Linked DNA regions of Mus musculus: all the other regions are linked to region 3. Evidence: chromatin contacts called from public promoter capture Hi-C data. All regions are on one chromosome and are shown on one strand. The core of a region is the stretch at or near the end of the contact, and the rest is flanking DNA. Distances in the headings are between cores, read along the strand shown. Region 1 holds the start of Ogdh (oxoglutarate (alpha-ketoglutarate) dehydrogenase (lipoamide)). Region 2 holds the start of Ddx56 (DEAD box helicase 56). Region 3 holds the start of Kremen1 (kringle containing transmembrane protein 1). Region 4 holds the start of Smtn (smoothelin).

The links. Capture Hi-C pulls out chosen DNA fragments and counts their contacts.
Region 1: a promoter capture Hi-C map of liver shows a contact between it and region 3, with 2.5 times the contacts expected there. The contact joins the promoter of Ogdh here to the promoter of Kremen1 in region 3. A contact is called at or near these places in 4 of 39 promoter capture datasets (the C10 cell line, embryonic stem cells, liver and 1 more), 1 of 115 datasets of contacts at active chromatin or transcription factors (astrocytes) and 2 of 9 other capture datasets (adipose tissue and liver).
Region 2: a promoter capture Hi-C map of adipose tissue shows a contact between it and region 3, with 3 times the contacts expected there. The contact joins the promoter of Ddx56 here to the promoter of Kremen1 in region 3. A contact is called at or near these places in 5 of 39 promoter capture datasets (cranial neural crest, frontonasal cranial neural crest, liver and 1 more), 1 of 115 datasets of contacts at active chromatin or transcription factors (embryonic forebrain) and 2 of 9 other capture datasets (adipose tissue and liver).
Region 4: a contact with region 3 is called in a promoter capture Hi-C map of liver, with 4 times the contacts expected there. The contact joins the promoter of Smtn here to the promoter of Kremen1 in region 3. A contact is called at or near these places in 1 of 39 promoter capture datasets (liver) and 2 of 9 other capture datasets (adipose tissue and liver).

What each region holds. Positions count from the first base shown.
Region 1 is chr11:6,289,896-6,293,134 of GRCm38.p6, reverse strand. Ogdh (oxoglutarate (alpha-ketoglutarate) dehydrogenase (lipoamide)) reads right to left here and starts at 1,538. Exons shown (of 23, transcript NM_010956.4): 1 at 1,442-1,538. It overlaps Gm46270 (predicted gene, 46270), which reads left to right and starts at 872. Exons shown (of 1, transcript NR_168687.1): 1 at 872-3,239.
Region 2 is chr11:6,266,195-6,269,187 of GRCm38.p6, reverse strand. Ddx56 (DEAD box helicase 56) reads left to right here and starts at 1,459. Exons shown (of 14, transcript NM_026538.3): 1 at 1,459-1,528; 2 at 1,609-1,770; 3 at 2,217-2,377; 4 at 2,506-2,676; 5 at 2,782-2,872. The coding sequence starts at 1,469.
Region 3 is chr11:5,259,838-5,263,262 of GRCm38.p6, reverse strand. Kremen1 (kringle containing transmembrane protein 1) reads left to right here and starts at 1,653. Exons shown (of 9, transcript NM_032396.3): 1 at 1,653-1,828. The coding sequence starts at 1,738. Gm46268 (a long non-coding RNA gene) reads right to left here and starts at 2,246. Exons shown (of 4, transcript XR_003949640.1): 1 at 2,047-2,246; 2 at 1,181-1,547.
Region 4 is chr11:3,537,805-3,541,252 of GRCm38.p6, reverse strand. It overlaps Smtn (smoothelin), which reads left to right and starts at 1,961. Exons shown (of 20, transcript NM_001284427.1): 1 at 1,961-2,141. Gm11946 (a long non-coding RNA gene) reads right to left here. Exons shown (of 6, transcript XR_001780145.2): 3 at 1,538-3,448; 4 at 612-813; 5 at 67-482.

The DNA.
Region 1 (3,239 bases), core at 289-2,788, 1.0 Mb before region 3:
ACATCTACACAAGCACTGTCACGTGTGCACATCTCCCTACCTACAAATAAATGTAACCTTTTAAATTAAAAAAAAAAAAAGAAAGAAAGCTGCATAGTATGTGATACAAAATGACAAGGATAGAAAAAGAGAAAAAGACAATTATAGTGTCACTTTCCTAACGCCACCTACTAATCTACCTGGTTCCACCTTCAAGGGCAAGGCTAGAGGATCAGACAAACAGAGGAACTCCAACGGTGTCCTCTGCTCAATGTCAGAGCACAGGATACACAGACACAAGTAGGGCCTGTAAGGGCAATGAAATCCACAGAAAAGCTGGGGGAAATTTTTACTTCTATTTTTAGTTACACGCTTCTACTTAGGGTGATGAAGACCAGTTGCACATTCGCAATAGCTTCACTATATACAGATAACACTTACGGACGTAGAGACCTCCATCGAATACAGGTTGACCCCACTGACCCCACTTGGGCCTGTAGAGGTGTTCCTTGAGTGACCTTTTGACGTCAAGGATCTAAAACTCCACCCTCCAATGATGCTTAACGCCGCCATTTTCTGATCTTACAGTCAGGAAGTTGAGTTACGCATGCGCACAACACCTAGCCCGTCACTTCTCATTACCTTTAATCCCTTTTCCACACCTCACCCTGCTCCTTCACCGTGTAGATACTCAAATGCCCTACACTCCGCTCTCCTGTCTTTACATGGTATCCACGTGAGGATTCTTGCCGAACCTGTCACTTCAGAGACTGGCACACTGCTCGGTGGGCAAAAGAAACATGATCTGGTAACTCATGCGAGGGCACAGTAGCAGGCTTCCCAGTCACTCTGGGTATAACTCACATCTGTCACACACTCTCGCGAGGAAAGCGGTGCGTGGATGGTGTTTCTAGGGAAACCAGTGTCACCTTGGCCGACAGCCTGGTTTACCTCATACCGGCAGGTGGGGCTGCCGCAGGCACCAAGGTCAGCGCCGTGTCCGGGCACGGCGAACACAAGGACGGCGGCCTGCTGGGGTCAGCGCACGCAGGACAAAAGAACGCGCGCGGGCCAGAGGGAGCGACCGGTCCACGTGACACGCCGCGACCTTGGGGCTCTCCCGGGCCGCCAGGCCACCTACTCCCTAGCCCGCCACCTTCGCGGCTCCGCCGCCAGAGCCAATAGCGCTCGGCCCCCCGACCCCCGGCGCAAGTCCGCGTCCGCCAATCTCCGCCCGCCTGGAGGACCCTGCCACGCCATTGGCTATAACGTCTGTCCGTCAGGTCTCGTCCCCCGCCCACCATCGCCGCCCTCCGCCAGCCCGGCTCTGTCCGGCTTCACGCCCGTCACTCAGGCACTCCGGAAGCAAGGACGCATAGGCCTCACCCTCGGCCGCGAGCTCCGGGTGTCAAGCGCCGAGCCTCCCAGCCCTGGACGGAGCCCGTCTGCCGCACAAGGTTACCTGTCTCCCGTTCAGCTCCACCCGAGTGAAGCGCCGACACCACTCCGGGCTCCAAACTCTCAGCCCCGCCCCGGCGTGTGGCGTCAACGCGTAGCCCGGCCCCAGAGGAGCGGCCTGCAAGACAGGCTGTGGGCGTGACGTGACGTCACAGAATTGGGTTTCAGTCGCTCGCTCGGGCTTCGCGCCAATGCAGAACTTTGCATCTGGCCAAAGCCAGCCTGTTGCTCACTGTCTTTCGGCTGTCATTAGCAGTTACACGGGAGACGCTTCCGAAGCTTGTTAAGAACCTGGTACATTCAGGGCGTGGGATGCCGTCTGATAATTGAAGCGTTTGGCGGGCCGAAGCAGGAGCGCTGCGACTTTGAGGCCCACGGGCTTTGTATCCAAAACAAGCTGCCCTAAATAATAGTTGGGTTGGTAAAATGTATCCCTGCACAAAATAATTTGAATAACATGAGTGACTATTTTGAACACTTGTTTTGCAGCAGTCCTTATGAAGATTAGTTAGCGAGGTCTAATGTGACTTGGTTGTCATGCGACTTGGGTGTTCCTGCTAGTATTCTGACAGGAAGCTGTGCTGGGGTCCCCCTGGATCTTCCTGGCTCCAGAGCCTGCTCTAAACAGACAAAATCCACTAGTTAACCTGTTACACTTCACTAATATGAAATGTTCCCCGTGTCAAAATGTTAAGCCAGAGCCTGGCTGTGTGAGTGCACACCTTAAAGCAGAGCACTCAGAAGCAGAGGCAGGCTCATCTCTGAGTTTGAGGTCAGCCTGGTCTACAGAGAGAGTTTCAGGGCCACATAGAGAAACCCTGTCTTGGGAAACAAAATAAAAAACTAACAAAAATATTCAGCCAGATTTTGCAGCACACACCTGCAATTTCAGAACAGAGAAAAACTGACCAATTGGGAGGTCAAGATGGGCTACATAGAGTTCTTGTGGGCAGCCTGGGCTACACAGTTGGATCAGGTCTCAAAAAGGAGAGTGGTTCATTTCATACTCATGTCTTTTGTTGTTGTTGTTTGAGACAATGGCATGTAGCTGAGGCTGGATTCAATTTCATAATGTAGGCTGACCTTGCTCTGTTTCTTTTACCTGCATATACCAGGTGCTAGGACTATAGCTATAAGTCCCATGCCCAGCTTCATGCTCATGGCCTTTAACTCTCCGCTTGTTTCTCTTTTTTAGCAGAGTAGTTTTTGATGGACAGCAATACAGACTGTCAGTTTATCCTTGCTATGTATGGCAAATGGCACCAGTGCTGGATGAGCTGGCTGGAGAGTCCTTTTGCTCTACTGAAATAGAAGTCACAAGTAGTCACAAGTATGCCAGAAGCTCTTCAAGCTTTGGTAGCAGTGATAGGCCACAGTACAAGGGCAGAAGCATCAGCAATGGTACACGTGAGTTGTCCTCCCATGGACCTGGGGTATATCGTCCTAAGAAGCCTAAGGGCTAAGAAGCCAAGATTCCTCAGCCCACAGTTAGAACTTGCTATTGCAGCTTAAATGTGGCCTAGGTACTCAAATCCCTCTATCCAGATTGCATAAAGAGTTATAGAGGGGCTGGAGAGATGACTCAGCAGTTAAGAGCACTGACTTCCAGAGGTCCTGAGTTCAATTCCCAGCAACCACATGATGGCTCACAACCATCTGTAATGGGATCCAATACCCTCTTCTGGTGTGTCTGAAGACAGCAACAGTGTACTACTGATAAACATAAAATATCTTTAAAAAAAAAGTTACAGAGATGTGTCAAGTCTTTATGGCTAAGGGCCTTTTTTGTTTGTTTGTTTGTG
Region 2 (2,993 bases), core at 210-2,709, 1.0 Mb before region 3:
ATTTACATCATGATTCATAAGAGTAGCAAAATTACAGTTGTGAAATAGTAAAAATGATGTTCTGGATGGGGGTCACTTCAACGTGAGGAACTGTATTAAAGGGTAGCAGCATTGGGAAGGTTGAGAAGCACTGATCTAGATCATCAGTTTGAGCTCACTGCAGTCACAGGTGCCAGAGTCCAGCGTTTTGCAGTTAGGCTTCTAGCCCCACCTTAAGTCTCCCCCTTTTCCTCTCCTTTGCTGCTGATTGAGACTCTAAGGCATCATGCACGCTAGGGAAGTGCTCTACATTGATCCTGTTGCCCACTTAATGACCCCTTTTATTGGTCTTTTCCTTCAGCTCAGCCCCTCCTGTTATCAGGAGGGCTTTCCCTTTCTTAATAGGTGGTCACTATAAGACCCTGTTGGTAAATGTTTTTAGTCCCCACCAATCTCTTTTCTGTTATTGCCCTAACAATAGTTACAGCGCCCAGAAGAAATGGGCCTAAGGTCAACTGACACTTTTTTGGCTTTAGGTGTTTTAAGAGGTCCCAAGGAAGGGTGGTAGTGCATGCCTTTAATTCCAGCACTAGGGAGGCTGAGTCAAACCAGTCTGGTCTACCTACCAAGTTCCAGGCCAGCCACTACATAATGAGGCCATGTCTCAAAAAAACCAATCAATCAATCTTCCCCAGGCAGTGATGGCACATGCCTTTAATCTCAGCATTTGGGAGGCAGAGGCAGGCGGATTTCTGAGTTTGAAGCCAGCCTGGTCTACAGAGTGAGTTCCAGGACAGCCAGGGCCACACAGAGAAACCCTGTCTTGAAAAAAACAAACAAACAAACAAAAAAAAAAAAACAAAAAAAAAACAAAAACAGAAGAAAAAGTCCTAAGGACATTCCCTGGTAAGGAATTCTCAAAGAATGGGCCTTATTAACATGTGTAACAAAGTCTGATTTTCGTTTTCTGGGAAAGATGGTCCCAGGAAGGGTTCGAGTCAACTTGGCTCTTCTTCTAAGAGCTGTTAAGGATTGCACCGCGTGTTGGCAGTATTTGTGAAAATCTTCATAGTAGCTGAAGGCCTGATTTAACATTTATCTTAGGTTAGCAACTTGTGCCGCGATTTCTGCCCAGTGAGATTTGCCTCTGGTTACCCACAGAACCCTAATTCCTTTGCGCATGTGCCTAAGTGGCGGCTGCCTCCCTTTAGCCAAAACGCGGTCGATCCCAACCATAACCTAGCAAAGCCCTGCCCACGTCACTCTGTGGGTCAGGGAAGGCTGAGGCGCCAGAGAAGAGGCATCCACAATTCGGAGGGCGTTCAAGGGACAGCATTGCGGAACGCTCCTGCGCAGAGCCAGCACAAATTGGTAGCAACGTCGGACACCCAGGAGAAAGTACTTCCAGGAAGTGACGTACCTTCCAGAGCTGATTAGTTGTTGGTTTGTCCCGCCCTACGCGTGCGCACTGACAGCGTGGAGTCACGCCATGGAGGACCAAGAAGCGCTGGGTTTTGAACACATGGGCCTGGATCCCCGGCTCCTGCAGGTATGGGGTAGGCTGTGGAGCTGCTACCCGGTGTGCCGCTGTACTCCACGCCGCTTGAGCTGCGTCCTCTTCCTTCTTAGGCTGTCACCGATTTGGGCTGGTCGCGACCTACGTTGATCCAGGAAAAGGCCATTCCTCTGGCGCTGGAGGGGAAGGACCTCCTGGCCCGCGCCCGCACAGGCTCCGGGAAGACCGCAGCTTATGCTATTCCGATGCTTCAGTCGCTTCTCCACAAGAAGGCGGTGGGTAGCGAGAGGAGCAGTGAGTATGAGGCAGGACGCTCCAAAAGAATAGGGAATGAAGTGCCCGACTGTGCCAAGGTTCCTCCTATAGGTCCTGTGTCAGTGTTAGGCGGCCCATAGAGAACTTGGTCAATTTGCAGCTTAATCTCTGAGCTGGAGTTCAGGTTACTTGGCTCTCAACCCGGGCCTTGGTGCCACGACCGCCATCCTGTTGTAATTTTGAGTAACCTTTTATCTAGAGGGGGACTCATCAGCTCCGTAGTACGTTAAGTGATTTCAGCAAGTTCTAAATTTGAGTGCCTGGGAAAGCTCTGCCCCCTGTGCTGTGAGGTGGGCAGAATTAAGAGTTTATCAGGACACAGCTAGGTGGTTGTGTTGCAGTACATGGTTCTGACTGTTTGGGCGGACCCAGTACTTTGAACGGTCTTGAATTGGTGTTCTTACAGACAGGTCCTGTAATGGAGCAGGCTGTGAGAGGCCTTGTTCTTGTTCCTACCAAGGAGCTGGCACGGCAGGCCCAGGCCATGATCCAGCAACTGGCTGCCTACTGTGCTCGGGATGTGCGAGTGGCTAACGTCTCAGCTGCAGAAGACTCAGCTTCTCAGAGGTGGGTGAAACCTGCAGGCCTCCAAAGGGAGAACGCTTTGCAAGTGTGTGCCCTTGGTGGTGTGAGTGGCTAGCCTGGGCAGGTCTGCCAGGGCGAGGGTCTGGCTGCTAAATCCTTGCCACCTGCAGAGCTGTGTTGATGGAGAAGCCAGATGTGGTGGTGGGAACCCCATCCCGAGTGTTAAGCCACTTGCAGCAGAACACCTTGAAACTCCGGGACTCCCTAGAGCTGCTGGTGGTAGATGAAGCTGACCTTCTTTTTTCCTTTGGCTTTGAGGATGAACTCAAGAGTCTTCTCTGGTAAGGAAGAAACAGAAGTGGCTCCTAGACCTGCAAGGGTCTGGACTTGGGACTGGAGTGGAATGGGTGGGCTGGAGCCTGATCAAGCCCTGTTCTTTCTTTCAGTCACTTGCCTCGGATTTACCAGGCTTTTCTCATGTCGGCCACTTTCAATGAGGATGTACAAACTCTGAAGGAGCTGGTACTGCATAACCCGGTAAGTGGAGCATCTGGGACTGAGACCCAAGTCTCTGAACTTGTTGATCCTTCTCAGGAAACTTCTGGCGCTTGCGGGGGGACTATTTTTGTTAGGTATGTCTTTCCTAATTCTTAATCAC
Region 3 (3,425 bases), core at 404-2,903:
CGCCAAGCCTGGTGCAGGCCTGTACTTGCCAGCCCCGGACCAAGGACTTGAAAGCTCTCGGTGCACAGCCCGGACCTGTCCTGCCGGGCGTCGCCGTGGCGTTTTAAGCAAGAGCAATCGGAAAATCCCCGCTGCCTGGGGGTGTGAGGAGGAGTAAGGAGGCTCGAGATCCTGGGGGGTGGGGGGCTGCCTCGCGGAGACCGAGAATTTAAGCCACAGAACCCCAAGTCTCCCCTAATGAAGAGACACAGCGCTTGCCCCATCGAGTTGGGCACTTTTGTTGCTTCCGTATCTTTGGACCTTGAGGTCTTTTATGGTTCCTATTTTGCTGATGGTTGAGCAAAATACATTGGTGAGATATATATATATACACACAGATACATATATATGCAAATATATAGTGTATCACCCATTTTATACTAATTAAAAATAATTTAACTGGGAGTGGGGACACACACCTTTATTCTAGCACTTGGGAGGCGTAGGCAGGAAGACCTCTGTGAGTGCGAGGACAGCCTGATCTACATAGTTCCAAGACTCAAAATAATAATAATAATAATTTAAAACTGGTGTGATGGCTCATCGGTAAAGACAATTGCCACCAAGGTTGAGGACCTGAGTTCCCAGAACCGACAGTGCAAGGAGAACCGACTCCCACAAATGGTCCTCTGGTGTTACACATGCACCCATACACATACAATAAAAAACATATATGTATGTACATATGCATTTATACATACATATATTTTTTTCTTTGTTTCTGTTTTATAGCCCTGGCTGTTCTGGAACTCGCTTTATAGATCAGACTAGTCTCCAACACCAAGACCTATCTGCCTCTGCCTCCCGAGTACTGGGATTAAAGGCGTGCGCCACCACTGCACCGCTGTAAATACATATTTTTAAAAGAATAAGTTGCGCTAGTTGACACGGATATGATAGGATTCTGCACAAGGCTCAGTATGCTGTCCCTTTGGTAGCTGCAGGACTCCACAAGGAGAAAGAACTCCACATTTACTGAGCCCCCACTGTGCGTGCGAGGTTTCCGTGCATTATCTCACTTTGTACAACCGCTTTGTGGAGCAGACGGTATCGACATACCACTGAGCAGAAGGGAGCCCCGTTTTCTTTAAACCTGTATACATTTATACAGATCTTACGAGTAACCAAGTGGGATACGAACCGGGACTGGAGGACTCCAGAACACGCTTTGGCTAGCCGCTACCACGAGCCTAGCAAGAGCAAGAGGTTTGTTCTGGTTACTACCGCAGTGGTGGAACTCGCGCGTGAGTCACGACCTAGGTAAGGGTGAAACAGGGGTCACGGCGCTCGGCCGGTGTCAGCGCCGACAAACCTCAGCGTGGGGACTCAGAGGCAGGACCCGTCCCGCCCTCACCTGTAGACTCCACACCTCGGGTGGCCTCACCGCGCCTGCTGTGGGGGCGGAGCCAGGTGGGGCGGGGGCGGGCTCCCGCGCGTGAGTGGCAGGCCGCGCATGCGCAGGCCGCCCGGCTCGGAATCCTAGCAGGCGTCAGGCAATCCGGGCGGTGCTGAGGAGGACGGGGCGGCGCTGAGGAGGGCGGGCCGGGGCGGACCGGGGCGGGCCGGGGCGGACCGGGGCGGGCCGGGCGGCGAGGGCGGGGCGACGCTGAGCTCCGTCCTGCTCCCATGGCCGCCCCCGGCTCCCGGTGCTGCCCCCTCTGCCCCGGGCCGCGCCCGGGGGTCCCGCACTGACGGCCCATGGCGCCGCCCGCCGCCCGTCTCGCGCTGCTCTCCGCCGCTGCGCTCACTCTGGCGGCCCGGCCCGCGCCCGGTCCCCGCTCCGGCCCCGGTGAGTGAGACCCCGGCCCCCCCCCGAACCCCCTCGCCCTCTCTCGCGCGTGGACCCCGGAGAACCCGATGTTCGGGCTTCTGTCCCAGCACGCGGCGTGGACGCGCCTGTCCCGCGTTACCAGGACTCTGCCCCGAGTGCCGGCTTCTAACTTTGCCGAACTCTGCTTCCGACTTACGGAAGAGAAGGGGGTGCGTGACGGCTAAAGTCGCCCGTACCGAGTGCAGACTACTCTGAGTCCACCGCGGCGTCCGCCCGAGGTGGTGCTCTCGGCCAGGATGGAAGCTGGGATGGCAGCTTAGTTCCCACACGCCCTTCCTTGCCTCGGAATCCTTTCCCAGTGGAAGGACAAGCATGAGGGTGTTGTCTGGCCCAGTTCGGTTTCTTTGCAGGTTGTTGAGAGCTGATGAGCATAGGACATTGGTGAACCTGCCACTGGGGTCTCCACCCTAAGTTGCGGATTGTGATGTTGCGAAGGCAGGGTTTTACTAGTAAAAGAAAACTCAGAGTTGCTTTGTTTTCTTGACAGCTTGGATTTAGGGGAAAGGCTGAGATTTATTTTCTGTGTGATTTTGAGGCAAAGCTGCTTGAACCTCTGTTACTTGATCTGAAAGTGGGGGGGGGTAACTCACTCCCATGAGCAGTGTTGGTGAACATTAAATGATACACTGTAGGCAACTTGCTTAGAGTGTTCCACCATGTGTAGTCATTAAACGATTTAATAATACTTATTATAGTGTTTCCCAGTTCACTAAGGACTAGACACCTGGTTTACCCAGCGAATACTGAATTTCTTTCAGGATGAATCCCGGCAAAAGGCAAAGCTGGGTTTTGGGACGGCAGAATGAGGAGTTCCCAACACACCAAACCTGAGACTCAGTAGAAGTGGTTTCTAGGTGATTGCTGCCTTCTATGGGACTTCTATAATGTGCTCTTTTCTACTGTTTGTAGTATGTGAACAGGGAGGGAGGGAGGGACGTTCCGAGAGCCAGGACGTGTCAACATAACTGTAACCTAGTAACTCCTTCCACTTTGTCATCTTTGTGTTCAGGATTTAATGTCCTCTATGGAGAGAGAGGTACGGGTGGGAGTGGACTGGCGCTCCTTCCTGGAAAGGGCACTGTGAGCCTATTCTGCCCACACTTGCAGGGAGGTAGCATCTGTTAGGCACCGACGCTTTGCTAGGTCAGATGCAACAGCTCTTGGGTAAAGTTGGTATGCTTTTATTTAGGAGTCCTGGGTAAGGACAAATTTATGGCTGTTGTGAAACAGTTTACTAGGTCCCTCAAACTCTCCTCAGCGGGGTTCCTCAGCATTCTGCAACATCAGTGCCTTTGTGATGTTTCCCCTCTGGTTCCAGAAGCAGTTTCAGAAACAAACCACATGGTTTTCAGCATCATATCCTGTCAAGAACCTAGCGACTAGTTTGTTAAATCCTTTCCAATTAAAAAAAAAAAAAAAAAAAGCTGTACACTGAGAATATGCCAAACTTACCATTTCATATTTTGTGATACTGTAATTTTCTCTAAAATTTTGTGGATGGAAAAAATTATTCCAATACTTATATTCTGCACAACTTTGTAATATTTAAATTACT
Region 4 (3,448 bases), core at 712-3,211, 1.7 Mb after region 3:
CCTTCTCATCTGGCTGTTCCCAGATAATACCACCCCTGTTTCTTATTCTACCCACATTCTGCTCACCTCCTTTTCTTACCCACAAGCCTCTCAGATTTTACTCTTCTGAAAAATGTCTTTCCATCTGATGACTTTCTTTGTACTCATCTTCAATGATGTTTAGCATCCACCTCCGAGGAGCCCTCCAGGATTTCTTCCATCTTAGAAATAACAAGGGGAGGAAAGGTGCTCTGGTTCTAGGCAAAATTCTGCGATAATAGTGCCATTACCACCTTGGGTTTCAACTTCCTTCTTGTAGAATCCGACTGTCTTGCACAGTTGTTATCTTGGCAATCTGACTTTCAGTGCCTGCTGTACATTCACGGGACGTTTTCTCTTCCCTGCCTACATTATAAAGTTCTCACCACTTGCACGGGGTCGCCCTTTGATGCCTAGATCACCATCACCACCACTACCAGATACCTTTTTACATGGCACCATCCCTGGCAAGAAGGAAAAAAAAAAAAAAAAAAAAGGCAAGGTAGGTCAGTCTGGAGACGGGCCAGGGCCTGACAAGCGGTAGGGTGAGGGCGCACAGCGCTAAATAGACAATCCCGGAAACAGGCACCCACCTCGGCCATTCATTGATCTCAGCCAGCGCGAGCAGGCGGTTCACTGGAGCAATCGGCTTCCCACTCAGGTAGGGAAGACTAGGAAACCTCCACAGCCGGCGTCTTCGTCGGTTTGGCGCATTTCTTCTGCCTCCCCCGCAAGGGGCTTCCTTCTCTAGGTCTTATTTTCCAATATATAAGGTGAGAGGACCACCTCTTGGGGCTGTGGGAGGAAACAAAAAGACTTTAAATGGACACAGGTCCTCTCTTTGGGTGTGTAAAGGTTGGTCTTGGAGAAATCTGAGTTGGAGCTCTCTGAGAGACTACAGGAGCCAGCTCAGCCCTACCTCAGTTCCACATTATAGTGTTAGCAGAGATTAGAATCCCTGCTAGGTGGGATGAACCTCGACTCCATTACCCATAGGCTTTTGTCTCATCTGTATAAGGGAACAGTCAAATCTCATTAAGTTGTTATGGATATTATAATCTGATACACAACACACAACACACACACACACACACACAAGAAATACGTTGGTGCTTTTATGGTTTTTATTTGATTTACAGTTTTTATTTATCAAGCTGGACTCCAGACTTTATCTGCCCAGGCTCCACCCTACTTTTTTCTTAGGCAAGACCAGTAGGGCGGCTCCACAGCCTCCAGGATGACAGGGAAGCTTTCCCTCCAGGGTCTGAGCTCTTGGGTCTCCTGGTTGACTCTTTGTATTGTCTCCTTGGGATCTTCAGTTTCCCCCATTTGTTGAGTTGCGAGGTTCATACTCCCTATTTAGAACTTCGGGGGTCTCAGAGGCAGACTTTAAAGAATTTGGGAGAGCATGCTACATATATGAGCAAGGAAGGTACGATATGATTGATCCTGCTCCATCTCAGATGTCCTGGGCGACTCAATAATTGTCAAAATGCTGCTGGTCACCCAGTCTCCTTACCCTGAGGTGGCACAGACCAGGTGTCCCGAAAGCGCCCTTTGAGCGTTGAGTTGACTGGGCAGTCTGTGTACTAAGGCGCCTAGTGGGTGGAGTCCGGAGAAAGGATGTGGTCTCAAGAACAAAAAGGAGGGCAGGGAGGGGCTGTCAGGACCGCTCAGGGCTTACAGGATCCCAAGATACTTATTTGCCCGGTTTGTGGCACATTCCGGACTTTGGCTTAGAGCCTGTATCCTGGTGAAGCCCACCCGAGGATGTCTAGGACCTCGCAACAGCAGTCCCCAAAACTACAATACCCAACATGCCTGTACAGTGAGGGGCTGGAGTCTTTTGGGGGCGGGTCCTAAAAAATTGAATTTTCCCAATGGGACCAGAGCAGGGGCGTGTCTCAACAGAGAATTGGCTGGGACAGCTTGGCAGGGCGGAGCCAGCCATCTGGCTGGCGCCGCGGGACAGGCGTCTGCAGCAGAGTCCAGGGTACGTTGCTGAACCGGCCTGGGCTCCTGGGCTGCGGCTCCTCCCGTCGGTCTGCCGGTCTCTACTGCATCTACCGGGTCCCGACCAAACTAACACGAAACTGCGCCGGAACGGCGGGCCGGACTGAGAGGTGGGTATGAGGATCTCGGGTCTACTCTAGGAGTCCGGATGAGTCCGGGGAAGGGGGTGTGAAACCTGGATGTCTGGACAGGGATTCTGAAACTCCCAGGTCCGGGAACCCTAGCCAAATCACGAGAACTCCAAAGACACATGGTTGAAGTTCTGAGACCCTGGGGAAAGAGTCTTGAAGAGACTCTATGGACTTGGAAGAGGCTTCTCGATCCCCAGAGACACTAATCTATAGGGAGCTGATACCTCGAGGAATCTTTCCCAGATCCTGACCCATCTCTCGCAGGGCCTTAACAATCCCCAGGACTGAAAACTCTGTAGCATGAAGCCATGAGAATGGTGGCAAGCAGTGGCAGGAATTTCTGAGCAGACAGTCCCGAGTATCACCTAGGTTTGGAACTAACAACACCCTTACCCAACATGAAGAAGCATAGCATGTCCACAATACTTAAGATTGGGCACTGGGGAGGGGTAGTTACCCCAGACAGAGTATCTAGACTAGGAGGTAAAGACTCTAGCAGTGCCTTCCAACTCCAACTAGTGCGCACTGGGACTCCCCCAGACCCATTCACCGGATGGGGTGACTCACACCAAGTGACTGTTGTAGAGAGGGAGTGGATGATTTCGGGATGAATCAATGGAGGTGGGGGGTCCAGAGGCCATTTCAGTCACCACATTAGCAAAACATCCAGGTGTGCTAGACCATGGAACCACAAATTCCAGAGACACTGGGGACTCCAGGAAGGAGTGATTTGGGCTAGAGACTGGCACCAGATTTAGGAATCCATTTTGACGGTCAGTGGTTGAACAAGAAACAAACAGCCTGGAGTCTTGGGCAGCATCTTGGAAGGGGACTTCAGAAGGCAGAAGTCACCAAGATTTGTGTTAGGTTCTTTCTGCCCTTTGAGTCTGAGTTTTTCTGACCCCCTGTGATGAATCTTTGACCATCTCCCATCCTCTCAGTTTGCCTGAAGTCCAGAGGTTGGGTGGGTCAGCTTCCCAAGGCCCTTCCAGTTGGAAAGTGAACTGTGAGTGAATTCTGAGTGTGTGAATGGACAGGGAGAGAGGGACACCTGGCTCCCCAAGGTCAGGTCTGCTGACATCAGGGAGGAAAGGAGTCAAAACTGAAGGCTGGCTCCAAGAACTGCCAGACACAGGTAGCTCCCATACCTGTGGGAATGACAGTCTTAGTAAGAATTGGATATGGGCTCAGCCCACAGCCAGACGCCCAGCTTGTGGAGGTGGGTGGAGGGGCAGGCTCGGTGGCCCCTAGAGGTGAGTGGGTATGGCAGGTAACTAGAGACTGGC